2 separate regions of the Canis lupus genome follow, and region 2 is linked to region 1. A link is a contact called in public Hi-C data. All regions are on one chromosome and are shown on one strand. Each heading gives the region's core, a stretch centred on a gene start, on an enhancer-like site or on the middle of the called end of the contact. The rest is flanking DNA. Distances are from core to core; before and after follow the strand shown. Region 1 overlaps VWA8 (von Willebrand factor A domain-containing protein 8). Region 2 has its middle 24 kb from the start of RGCC.

Evidence for each region. Hi-C and Micro-C count contacts between places; a contact is called where the count stands out from the background.
Region 2: a Hi-C map of skin fibroblasts shows a contact between it and region 1, with 2.4 times the contacts expected there. The contact joins two enhancer-like sites. A contact is called at or near these places in 2 of 9 Hi-C or Micro-C datasets (amygdala and skin fibroblasts).

The regions. Positions count from the first base shown.
Region 1 is chr22:9,048,277-9,054,587 of UU_Cfam_GSD_1.0, forward strand. All of the region lies in intron 37 of VWA8 (von Willebrand factor A domain-containing protein 8), which reads left to right. Among named protein-coding and RNA genes, the nearest start is that of RGCC, 150 kb to the right of the region's middle. Within about 2 kb of position 2,270, at least 2 of the 20 cell types and tissues checked have an H3K27ac peak or open chromatin away from gene starts, as enhancers often do.
Region 2 is chr22:9,220,933-9,226,980 of UU_Cfam_GSD_1.0, forward strand. No RefSeq gene overlaps it. Among named protein-coding and RNA genes, the nearest start is that of RGCC, 24 kb to the left of the region's middle. Within about 2 kb of position 2,364, at least 8 of the 20 cell types and tissues checked have an H3K27ac peak or open chromatin away from gene starts, as enhancers often do.

The DNA of each region.
Region 1 (6,311 bases), core at 1,020-3,519:
ATTATGGACAAACAATAGATATTTGAGTCCCTTGGAAACCAGCCATCCAGAATGTTCTTATAGAGCACTTACTCTGTACCCACCAATATAGGACCTATGGGGAGATGGGGAAATACTGAAATATGAGGCATGGTTTTTACCCTCAGGGAGTTTATACTATGTGACTGGGGAGATGAGGCTGATAGTCATGAAACAGCAGGACGTAGTACAAAGCAATGTGTAGTTCAATGTATATTGGGGAGTTTGGGCCCTGTGCCATACAGTAGTTCAGAAGAGAAGTATGTATTCAGACAAAATTTATAAGTGAAGGAGATGGGGCTTAGGTTGAACTTTTATTTTGTCTTTAGATAGTTCAAAATGAGAGGTCAGAGCATTCCAGGCATTCCAAAAATCATGACCACAGGCATGGATACAAATGAGTACTGTGTGTTTCCTTAATAAGAGGATGAATTGTGCCATAGGCTTGGATCACAACAAATCCAGGAGTGACCTGGCACAGAAACCAGAAGAGTCAGCAAACATCATAGCCAGTGTGATGCAAGCATAGCCAGTGTGATGCAAGCCCACAGGGCAAATCCAGGTTGAACACCAAGTATCCCAAAGAGGTAGTGGAAGATATACCAGAGCAGGGGCAGCAGTAAGAGCCAGGTCTGTGACCACCAGAAACCCACAGGCTGGGGGACTTCAGAAGACAGGGTGCAATTTAGTATCAGCACAGTCTTGTGGACACAGGACATTTTTAAAAGCGATTGAAAGGATGTTAGTCTGGTTAGGCATATCTGTAGCAAATTGTAAGACAAACTTAACTAAAAGCAAGGGGCACCTTTTGGGGAGTGGTGCAGTAAGGAGTTACCTGAATAGTAGAAACTAGGCTGCTCTAGGCTCCCTGTGGCTAGGAACTGCTGGAGGTCATCAAAGAGGAAAAATATGATAGTGTACAAGACCTTCATTGCTAATCCTGAACCTGACTCAGGTCAAGATATAGCCACGTTGCATGGCATTTATGATTTCAGAGAATAAATCTGGAATAAATCTAGGGTTGACAGTTAAAAGAATAACCTATCCCTATACCTTTGAAGAGAGGACCTATTATTTCATGTGATTCTAGATTTATTATGGAAAAGGTATGAAAATGTTTACATAGAGCATTAAACGTGACAAAAATTCAGCTCACATTGACATAAACTACAAAAGGGAATTTATTGGCTCATGTAACCAAGAAGTCTCCAGGCCTTAGGCACAGCTCAAACCAAGGGCTCAACATATGTCATGTGACTTAGTTTCTTTCCTCTTGGCTCTTTTTCCTGGAGTTGCTTCATTGTTACAAAACCTTTTCTCCATCTAGTGGCAAAGATAGCCCTCCTCCCAGCGCTAGGCAACACATGGTTCTCATAGTTGGCAATTCCAGCCAAAGGGGCATGTCTCTGCCAGTAATTTCAGCAGAAGTCTCCAGGGATAGTCCAATAGGCCTGTGGGGTCACAAGCCCATCCGGAACCAATCACTGCGACCAAAGAGATGAAATACTCTTAATTGGTCAGACCTAGGTCATGTCCTCACTCCTAGAGTTTGGAATGAGCAAGGACTCTATTGGTCCCATCCAAACCACAAAATTAGGAATTGGGAATAGGGGAAATAGCTCTAAAGAAATACTGAATAAGCAAAAGACTTGAACCTGTGATTTTTTTTTTTTCTTTTTGGCAGTTTTGACAGCTAGAGCCACCCCCTTGGTAGTGACAACTAATGACCTCCCTAGGCTAGGGCTCCCTGAAGGCCAGAACTATTGTCAGATTTATTTTGTTTTGCACTCAGCATGACATTCATGAAACATGATGCTTAGCAAATGCAATATGAAGATAATTAGGCCAGTCGTTGATCCATAGCATTCATTAATTTCATCTTCCATTTAATTCCTAGAGTGAATACCTCAGAAATATATGCTTGGTTTTCTAAGCACAAGTAGGGCAGAAATAAATATTCTAGTTACAATTGTCTTATGAGACTTTCCAGTTGCGAGGGTTCTGAATGAAATGGTCAAGTCTTTTTTTGACAGCCCTCTGATGGTATTATGGTGGATTTTTCTCCCAGTGCAAAGAACTTACCAATATTGGATAATTTTCATTATTTTTTTTTCACTTAGGTATTCCTGTTTTAGGAAGTGAAAAAAAAAAAAAAAAAGGAAGTGAACACAATGCCGTTAAAGGCCTTGCATTTCACAGTGCTGGTATGGGTTGAATAATCCTTTCCACAAAGAGCGATGACATCTCTAGAGCTCTGGTCAGGAAGTCTAAGCGTAACTAGGTTTTGTGCTAGCCAAAGGGGAAAGTGCCGCATTTGACTGTGAGTCATTACCTCAACCACTCTGCCATCATATTTACATATATAAGTCATTGCCCAGAAAGGGGAAACCCTGACATAATATCAGAAACAAATTCATGTGTTCTAAATCTGCTTTGAGTTAACCCGTAGACCTCCCAACAAATATGTAAGAACTGTTTCACAGCAATAAATAGAACCTGTTATAGTTACTATGGCTCTCTTAGTACTAAAGTACGATGTTTTTTCCTATCCCATGGCCCATAATTACTTAGAAGTTTAAAAATTAGCTACGCATCACTCTGGCTTGATGATAGGGATAAGCTTCTAACCTAACCACTCTCAAAATTAAACAGACTTCAAGCTTCTGAATATAATTCTCCTTCTCATTCAGCTCGAGAAATACTTAGATAGATAGATATGTTTATAAAAATATATGAGATATATAATTTACATACATATATATATGTATACACACACATATATATAAAACAGAGTATCTTTTACAGAACAGGCCTTGACTCTTCCACTCTGAGTTTTTTACTGTCTCTTCTAAACTTTGGTGAGTTTGAAAGGAATATATTGTTCATGAAGGACAACTGCTGATAAAAACAATAAAAAGGAAAAACATTCCCCCTTAGAACATTAAACCCAAGCCTATTTGTAATTTCCTGTCTTCAGGTATAAACAGATAATTTAATTTTTTATTTTCCTCACCAAATCTAATTATGTTTTAAAACTTTTTGTTTATCTTTCTCTCTATATATTTTGTTTCCATGAACCACTTGAAAGTAAGCCATAGACATGATACCTCATTGCCTCTAAACGCTTCAGTGAGTATTAACTCAAAACAAAAGCACTTTCCTACATAACCACAATACAGACCTCAAAATCAGGAAGTCGGCAACCAGACATCATCAATGTTTAATCCACAGAACTTATTCAAATTTCACATGTCCCAATAGCATCCTTTTTAGCACAAAGAGACAAAGAGATCATGTGTTGTCTTTCAATCCAGAATGGTTTCCCATCCTTTCCTTGGCTTTCATGACCATGACATTTTTGAAGAGCATAGCCTAATTCTTGTGTAAAAATATCCCTCTATTTGGGTTTAGCTAATGTTTTCTCACTTTGAGATTTAGTTTATACATCTGTGGCAGAAATATCACAGAAGTGATGCTGTGTTTTTCTCAGTGTGTCCTGTTAGGTGGCACAGAGTGTTCGTTTGTCCCATGACTGGTGATGTTAACTTCGAACATCTGGTTAAAGTATTCTCTATCTCCACTGTTTTTCTCCACTATGAATGAAGCTAATATTTTCTCCTTTTATAACTAATATATGTCTTTTATGGGCATACATTTTGAGACTATGTGAATATCTATGTCTCCTCAAACTTTCACTAATTTTACCATCCATCAGAGATTCTTGTTTGAATCAATTATTACTCCTATGGTTGCCAAACAATGATTTTTCCCAATTTCATCAGTCATCCTGCATTTATCAGTTGGTATTCTAAGATAAGGAAGGATACACCTTTCTTATCCCTTGGGGAGTTTTCTGTTTTTCTTTTTTTTTTTCCTTTAAGATTATATTTATTTATTTGAGAAAGCTCTCTCTTTCAAGAGAGAAAGAGTGGGAGAGAGCACAAGCAGGGAGGAGTGGGAGAAGCAGGCTCCCTGCTGAGGAAGGAGCCCGACATTGGGATCATGACCTGAGCCAAAGGCAGACATTTAACCACTGTACCACTCAGGCAGCACCCCCCCCCACACTTTGTTTTTTGTTAGTATTATCTCATGGATTTCTATCTTATTTAACAGGTTATAACTCTTGCCAATCTTATTTTAATGTTCAGATTGTTCCAGATTTAGCCAGTGGGAACTCCTTCAAGCCAGTTCTTTGTCCTTTTGACATGCCTGTCATCATTTTTTAGTACTTCTTTAATTTGTGGCACAAAAAAATCAAGCCAATTACTTTTGTCTCTGATTTTCTGTCCAGGTATGAATACTATTTCTTTGTGCAGTTTCTTTGGGTACTGCCTGTTGACTTAGATCATCATCAACCTGTTAATAGAAAAGAAGCATTCTAAAGTACTTCCATTCAACCAACTCACCAAATTAACCTACCCTCTTGAATGAATGTCCAGAGCAACTTGAATATTTGCAGCTCATCAGCTTCTCTCTAATTGTGCTCTAGCACTTTTACTCCAATTAATTTAGTTGTACTTACTTTGACGGGAGACATTTTAGCAGAACCTTCAGGTTGAACTACCTACACATACCAGTTTTAGTCAGAGAATCCCAGAATGCTTTGTCATTCATAATTATATATATTGAAGGAAACTCTACAGAGATGTGAGATAATGTAGCCACCATATATGTTGAATATTTTTCTTTATTATAGCAGAGTTGGGTTGTGAACAAGGCCTAAAAAAGTATCCATTATAATCTTACAGTCTCATTAAAGATTTGGTCAGAGAGAGATAAATAATATTTCATCTGGCCATTGGCCAAGGCCTAAAATAATATTATTATACTGACTTTATTATTGTTTTTGATGCTTATCTATCCATCTTGCTATCCTTGATCGTTAAGTAGCTTCAGATTTTTCTTATTCATTTGGCTGGAATTAGGATTTCTACTGACCACATGAGGGTGTCTGTGAGCTTAGAACAGAAATATTTCAGATAATTTCAACAACTAACAGAACTTCAATAACTAATAACTTGTCATTTCACTATATTGGAAGTTATGATTAAAAAGTATAGTCAGGGTAACCAGAAGACTTGAGTCAATGTTCTTTCCATTTGAAGATCTTTTAACTATTAAATGAAAAGCTTTTACGAGAAGAATTTAGAACTTTTAGTGAGCTTGTGTGTACACAGGAATTTTCTCAGGTCAATTAAGAGATCTAGATCCTCTTGCTGCTTCCACCACTCATCCGTGGCTTTAACCAGTCATGCTATCTCTCTGGACCTTAATTTCTTGATCTATAAAATGAGATAAATTGTAAGCTGATCTTTTAGGCCATTCTGCAAAAGGCAGTAGTGAAGATAGGACCTAAAATGAAGATAAACATCAAGGAACTTCTCTGTACTAGTGATTCTTTTTTTATTAACTGCTTAGGATGTGCTAGCCGCAATCAGTACATTCTCTCAGATAATCATTACAACCACCATTTGATTGTTTTATTCTGGAGGTTGGGTTAAGTAATTTGCCCTAGGTCACTCTCCTAACCAATGAACAAGACTGAGATTTGAGCCTAGATCCATCTAACTCAGAAGGCCATGTTTTTATTCCTCTTCACCATATGACTTCCCTAGGGCCAGAAAACTAATGTCAATGGAGATTATACCCGTAGAGGAGAAAATCATTCTTTCTCTGCCCTGGAGACCAAATGCTTACAGGTGTTGAATGGGGGACACAGACCAGAAGGGTCTGAAGTAAACAGAAAGTCATGCCCCCAGCTAAGAAAGAAGCCTCTACTTAGCTGTTGCCATATAAGAATGCAGGCTCAATTTGGACATTTTCAAGAGGAGACTGAAATTCAGATTTTTTTGTGGGTGGAGGTGATAGAATATTCTGGGACCCACAGATCTCTCTTTCTTCTCACCAAGGAAGGACCATATCAAGAAATGAAGCCCTATTAACTTATAAGCTTTTTGAAGTTACTTACCTATTTTGGTAAATTCCCTTACTTGCTCTACAAAATGTTTAAGTCCTCCCAATGGAATTAAGCCCTTAAAACTGGCAAATTACACCACCTGTTTTTGTATGGCCCACAAGCTAAGAATGTTTTTTAGATTTTTAACGGTTGAAAAAGAATCAAAGAACAATATCTAGTGACACATGAAAACTGTATGAAATTCAGATTTCAGTGTCCTTAAATAAAGTTTTATTGGAACATAGCTACATCCATTCATTTGTTATGGCTGCTTTTGCACTACTAGAGCAGACCTGGATAGTTGCAACATAGATCATAGCCTACAAAGCCTAAGATA
Region 2 (6,048 bases), core at 1,114-3,613, 170 kb after region 1:
TTAAAAAAAGATTTCTATTTATTTATTCATGAGACACACACACACACACAGAGAGACAGAGGCAGAGACACAGGCCGAGGGAGAAGCAGGCTCCATGCAGGCAGCCCGATGCGGGACTCCATCCCGGGTCTCCAGGATCATGGTCTGGGCTGAAAGCGACACTAAACCGCCGAGCCACCTGGGCTGCCCAGTAGTCACAACTTTTAATATAGTTTAGAAGATTTAGTCTGGACTCTTGGGTTCAGGTCACACGATCACTGTATCAGGGACAGTCTTGATCCCTGGCGCTTGCAGGTATTGGAGGATTGCAAGCCTCGCTTCATGTGCAAAGGGCTTTGAAGAAGCAATTGCCCGTTTGGGCTCAAAAGCTATCTTGCAGAGAAACAAAAAAGAGGAGACTCAAATATTTACTGGACTATAGATAACAGAGTGCTGCCACCCAGGCCACAATCACATCAGGCTCTCACCGCAGCACCCATGGGACACGATGGATAAATGCCTGCCCAGCGTCACCCAACTTTGGGTGTCTCACCTTGCCTGTCTCACTCCAAAAGCTGTGTCCTTTCCTCAATGCACTACTCTCAGATCACGAGCTGGGAAGAGCTTTGCGAAGAACCAGGAAGATGTTGCTCCCCCGTAAAGCAGTGAATGGTTTCCCGTGATCCCTTTGCTGCTGCCTCTCTCCAGCCCAGCCGCCCCCTGCTCTGCAGGCTCCTCACCTCTGATCCCAGCATCGCCCGGAGCAGAGGAGCTCAGCGTTAAAATTAGGTCGCTTTTCTTCAAAGGGAGCGTTTATTTATTTATTTCTTTTAAATATTTTATTTATTTATTCATGAGAGACACACACAGAGAGAGACACACACACACACACAGGCAGAGGGAAAAGCAGGCCCCATGCAAGGAGCCCGATGCGGGACTCGAACCAGGAGCCCCAGGATCACGCCCTGGGCTGAAGGCAGATGCTCAACTGCTGAGCCACTGGGGTGTCCCCAAAGGGAGCTTTTAAAAAGTGTCACTGCCCAGGCCCTCCCCAAATCAATGGAATTGAAATATCTGGAGGGGGAGAGTCCCGAGAGTGTTTTATAAGCGCTTGAGTGATGAGCAGGCAAGAGTGGGGGCGGGGGGTGGGGAGAAGAAGTAACTGGGGAATATTCATGAAAGGCACAGTGGAATCCTCAGCTTCCCACCTGCTGTGTCCGCTGGTGGTCAGGGGTTGCCGTCCACGTTGTACAGTAGGACACGTTTCTGCTCATACCCCAACCCCTTCTGTTCGGTGTAGAATTAAGGAGGGAAGGCTGCCGGGCTCTCCAGTGCTCTGACCCCGGGTGCCCCTCCCTGGCTGAGGCGAGAACCCCCACTGGGGGGTGCCACCTGCTGCTGATTACCTTCTCCCGACCACCACCATCATGAAGACAGACAAGACAGGGGCATCTGAGGCCCCGGGGAACACAAGGGACTCGGTCACCCTGGGGAGAGCGGCTGGCGGCCAGCACCTGTGGAAGAGGCCGCATTAGGTTTGGGGGTTCGTTAGGGAGCCCCGGGGGAGCAGGTGCAGCCGCGCGCCGCCCCGCCTTCGTCGGCCTCTGCACACAGGGGCTCTGCAGCGAAGCCTCAAGGTAGACCCGTGGGTGCCCGGGGTTAACCTGGAATCTTCCCCGGGCGCGACGACGGGCAGCTCGCTCTGCGTATGTAGGCTGCCGTGTTCTGCGTGTCCGGGCACTAGTGGGAGGCGGGCTTGCTTCGCTTGTGGGGGCCCGGGGGACTCCGTCCGTTAAGTGGGTGACTCTTGGTTGGGCTCAAGTCACGATCTCAGGGTCCTGGGAGGATTCTGCTTGTAGCTTCTCTCTCCATCCTTCTCCCTCTGCCCCTCCCCCTGCTCATGCTCTCTCTCTTTCTCTAAAATCAATCAATCAATTTTGAAAAAAAAAAAAAAAAGGCTTCAGGGCAGCCCGGGTGGCTCAGCAGTTTAGCACCTGCCTTCAGCCCAGGGTGTGACCCTGGAGACCCGGGATCAAGTCCCACATCGGGCTCCCTGCATGGAGCCTGCTTCTCCCTCTGCCTGTGTCTCTGCCTCTCTCTCTGTGTCTATCATGAATAATAAAATGAAATAAATAAAATAAAATAAAATAAAATAAAATAAAATAAAATAAAATATAAAATAAAATAAAATAAATAAAATAAAATAAAATAAAATAAAATAAAATAAAAGGCTTGGTTCACTTTTGTCCCACATTCAAAACTCTCATTGTCTCTAGACTTTTGAGCCCAGGAAGAGAGAGCCACGTCCACGAAATGGTGCACAGAGCCGAGGCTGCTTGCACCCTTTAGTTCTGCCGCTGAGCATGACTTCCCGTGTGCTCCAGGGGGCCTACTCGTGCCCCCTGAGGTGCCCGGGGGGCAACCAACATGGTTGACTCTGAGGGCCTTCCGGCTGGAGGACACTGAGCCACGGGGTACTGCTCACCGGGATGACCCTGCCCCCTGCAGAGAAGGAGAAGGGGGGCTGGGCCTGCCCGAGAGCAGTGTCCCCTCCACCCCCCTCCGACCAGGGCCCTCCGCCGCCCCTAACTCCTCCACACCAACCAACCACGGGCCAGTGTGGGCTTTCCACTTCACAAACGTTGCATCTGGAATTTGTAGTGTGTACGGAAGGCAACCGCCAGGATATATTAAATCCGAAAGTATATGTTACACAACTTCTAGCACATGGAAACCATCTCATTTCCCCGAAACAATTAAAACACAGCAAACAACCCAGGCCCTTCTACAGCCGGTGGGTCGGTCGTTCCCGGCAGTCTTAAGAAATCAGAAAAGTAAATAAAACTGGAAAAGCTTGCCCTCCAGTGGGGGAAACTATGAACTAACCGCATCGGCAACAGGATTCTAGCCCTGAAACCACACGGAAGTGCGCTGACTGGGAGAGACAGGGGCCCCCACGATGGGCTCAGTCTGGGCCCGGCCCTCAGGGAACTGATTCTCTTGTGGAGACAACCAAGACTTAACTTACTTACTTACTTACTTTATTTATTTATTTATTATTATTTTAAAGATTTTATTTATTTATTCATGATAGATAGACGAGAGAGACAGAGACACAGGCAGAGGGAGAAGCAGGCTCCATGCCGGGAGCCCGACGCGGGACTTGATCCCGGGACTCCAGGATCACGCCCTGGGCCAAAGGCAGGTGCTGAACCGCTGAGCCACCCAGGGATCCCCCAACCAAGACTTTAAACACAAGTAAGATACGTGGGCACCGAGCATCCTGACAGAGGAAGGAGCATGTTGCAAGGTTGGCAGGTTTGAACCCCACTCTGCTACTGAAAAGCCCACAGGCCCCGGGAAAAGCTGGTTTCTCTACTGGTGGTGGTGGTCCATAGCACGAGGGTGCTAATGCCTCCCTGCCAGGGCAACTGTGGGGGTCAAATAAGACTGGTGACAGCGCTCAGGGACTGCAGGCATCCATCAGCGGCACTATGGATACTACTTTGTGCTGAGCTGAGGGCTTTGCACTCTAGGCAGACAGGCCTGGGGACCCTCAGGGGCTCACAATCAAGCTGAATGAATGGAGAACCCAAAGAAGTCCTCGACCACTGGTGCGCAGAGCTGCCTTACAGAGGGATTCGGAAAAGGCGTCCCTCTGGGGGGTGGGGGGGCTGCATTGCAAAAAAGATGCCCCTATGGGAAGAACCATTAGACAGATGTCACCAATATGGCAGCCACTAGCCATCTGTGGCCATTTAAATTTAAATTAACTGGATTTTAAAATCCACTTCCTCCGACACATTAGCTGTAGTCCAAAGCACTCAGTTGCCACAAGTGACTAGGGCTCCCAAACTGGACACTGCAGATCAGATCAATGGACAATAGATGAGAGACAGACAGACAACTGTTTTCAATTCTTTGCCCTGTTTTGTTTGCTTCTTGTTTTTTTTTTTTTTTTTTTTTTTTGGGGGGGGTGTCTTTTTGTTTTGTTTTTGATCTTCTACTCTTTTTCTACCTTCTCTGGTTTCAATTGAGCAGTTTATATGGTTTCATTTTCTCTTTCTTAGCATATTAGTTATACTTCTTTTACAATCTGTTAAGTGGTTGCCCTAGTGTTTGCAAAACACATTTACAACTATTTTAGCGTTCTCTTTTTATTTTTACACTTTTTGTTTTAATTCCAGTTAGTTAACATATAGTGTGGTATTAGTTTCAGGTGTACAATATAGTGATTCAGCACTTCCATACATCAGCCGGTGCTCATCACAAGTGTACCCCTTCATCCCCATCACCTAATTCACCCATTCCTCCACCCCCTTCCCCTCTGGTAACCATCAGTGTGTTCTCTGGAGTTAAGGGTCTGTTTCTTGGTTACTCTGTTTTTTCTTTTGTTTGTGAAATTCCACATATGAGGAAAATCATATGGTATTTGTCTTTCTCTGACTTATTTTGCTTAGCATTCTACTCTCTAGCTCCATCTATCTTGTTGCAAGTGGCAAGATTTCAAATTTTTTGATAGCTCAGTAATATTCCATTGTCTACACATACCACATCTTCTTTATCCATTCATCAGTCAATGGACATTTGGGCTCTTTCCATAGTTTGGCTATTGTTGATAATGAAGATAGAAGAAAATGGAATGAGACAGTTGATCAGAGTTATGAACTAATAGAACTATCTAAGTAAGCAAAGACAGTGATGGGAACTATAAAGCAGAGACAGAGATGGGTGTCAAAAGCGATTTGGGAGAAGTCGTGGGAGGTTGTGATGAGGTGAACCAGCTATGGAAGGAATAGCCAAGTGAACAGGACATTAGTTAGTGTGACTTACCTAAGTTATTCAGAAGTGAAAGTTTCTACCCATAACAAGGAGTGGATGTGGCCAGGGGATTGGTTAGTTTGATCTGAATGAAGATGAAAATCACTGAAGCAAAGGGGATCAGGGAACTGGGAGGTGGTGTTGAATGAGTTCACCAAATAGATGCTAAAACCACCCAGAGGTTCAGCACGATTGGAGGGAAGAGAAAATCTGTGAGTCAGGGAGGTGCACAAATGACAGCAACAAGGAGGAGTCGAGGATGACACAGCCCAGTGACATTCATCTCAAAGAGACATAGGTTTTTATACAACAGTGGAAGAGTAATGGGCTAGAAGCAGTTGTGAGTGAAGATAGTGTGAACCCTCTCTCCAAACACATGGTGAGAAAATAGTCTCCACTTGAAAGGACTGCTCGATGGAGAACTCAAAGTTTTCAGTTAAGGTCAAAGACAAAGAGGGAAATGTTGAAAGCAGAGACTGCGGGTGTATAGAACTGTAATGACCACGGAGTGGAGTATTTCCAGAGGAGAAGTTGCAAAGAATACAAAAGACATAAGGGAGGCTTGGCGAAGGAAGAGAAAACAGATGGGGATGAGAGTATTGGAAAGAACAAGCCAGAGGGGTTTATGCCTTAGTGGTCACAAAGAGACGGGTCACAGATCTGCCAAAAGTATTAGTCCCAGCAGATCCCTGGTGGATTAGAAGCAGGGTGAGGATACGGGGATAGGCTTTCAGAACTCAGCGATGGCCCAGAGAGGATTCCTTTCAAAGGCAGTCCTAGTCTTTGATAATTAGAAAAACTCCAGCCAGTCCTAAATCAGCCATGGGGTGAACTGACCATATGATTGTAGGTTCAGAGGTTCCCAAGAGCCAAAAGCAACATAAAATCTAACTCAGGTGCTATGAAGACACTTTAGCAACTTGAAGACAACAATAGTTATCTGAAAAGTGCAAAATCCCAAAGGAGATACAAAATTTTAATAGAACTTTGTGTTCTAGGACTAATTTCCCACACTTGGGGGAATGAGGTAGGTAGGGCTTAATAGGCAGACCGTTAGTGACTTAAACAATTTTAATAAACAGTTGAGAACCAAATCTGTTACTGAGAGTATATAAGTTGAAGTTATTTCACAGATAAAAACTTATCAGACTTCACTAATGATCTTCTTGGACAGGACAAGAGTCACTGGGCACTGAAATGTTATAATGCTTATACTAAGCTTCATAGTTGCTCAAATCTACACTGTCC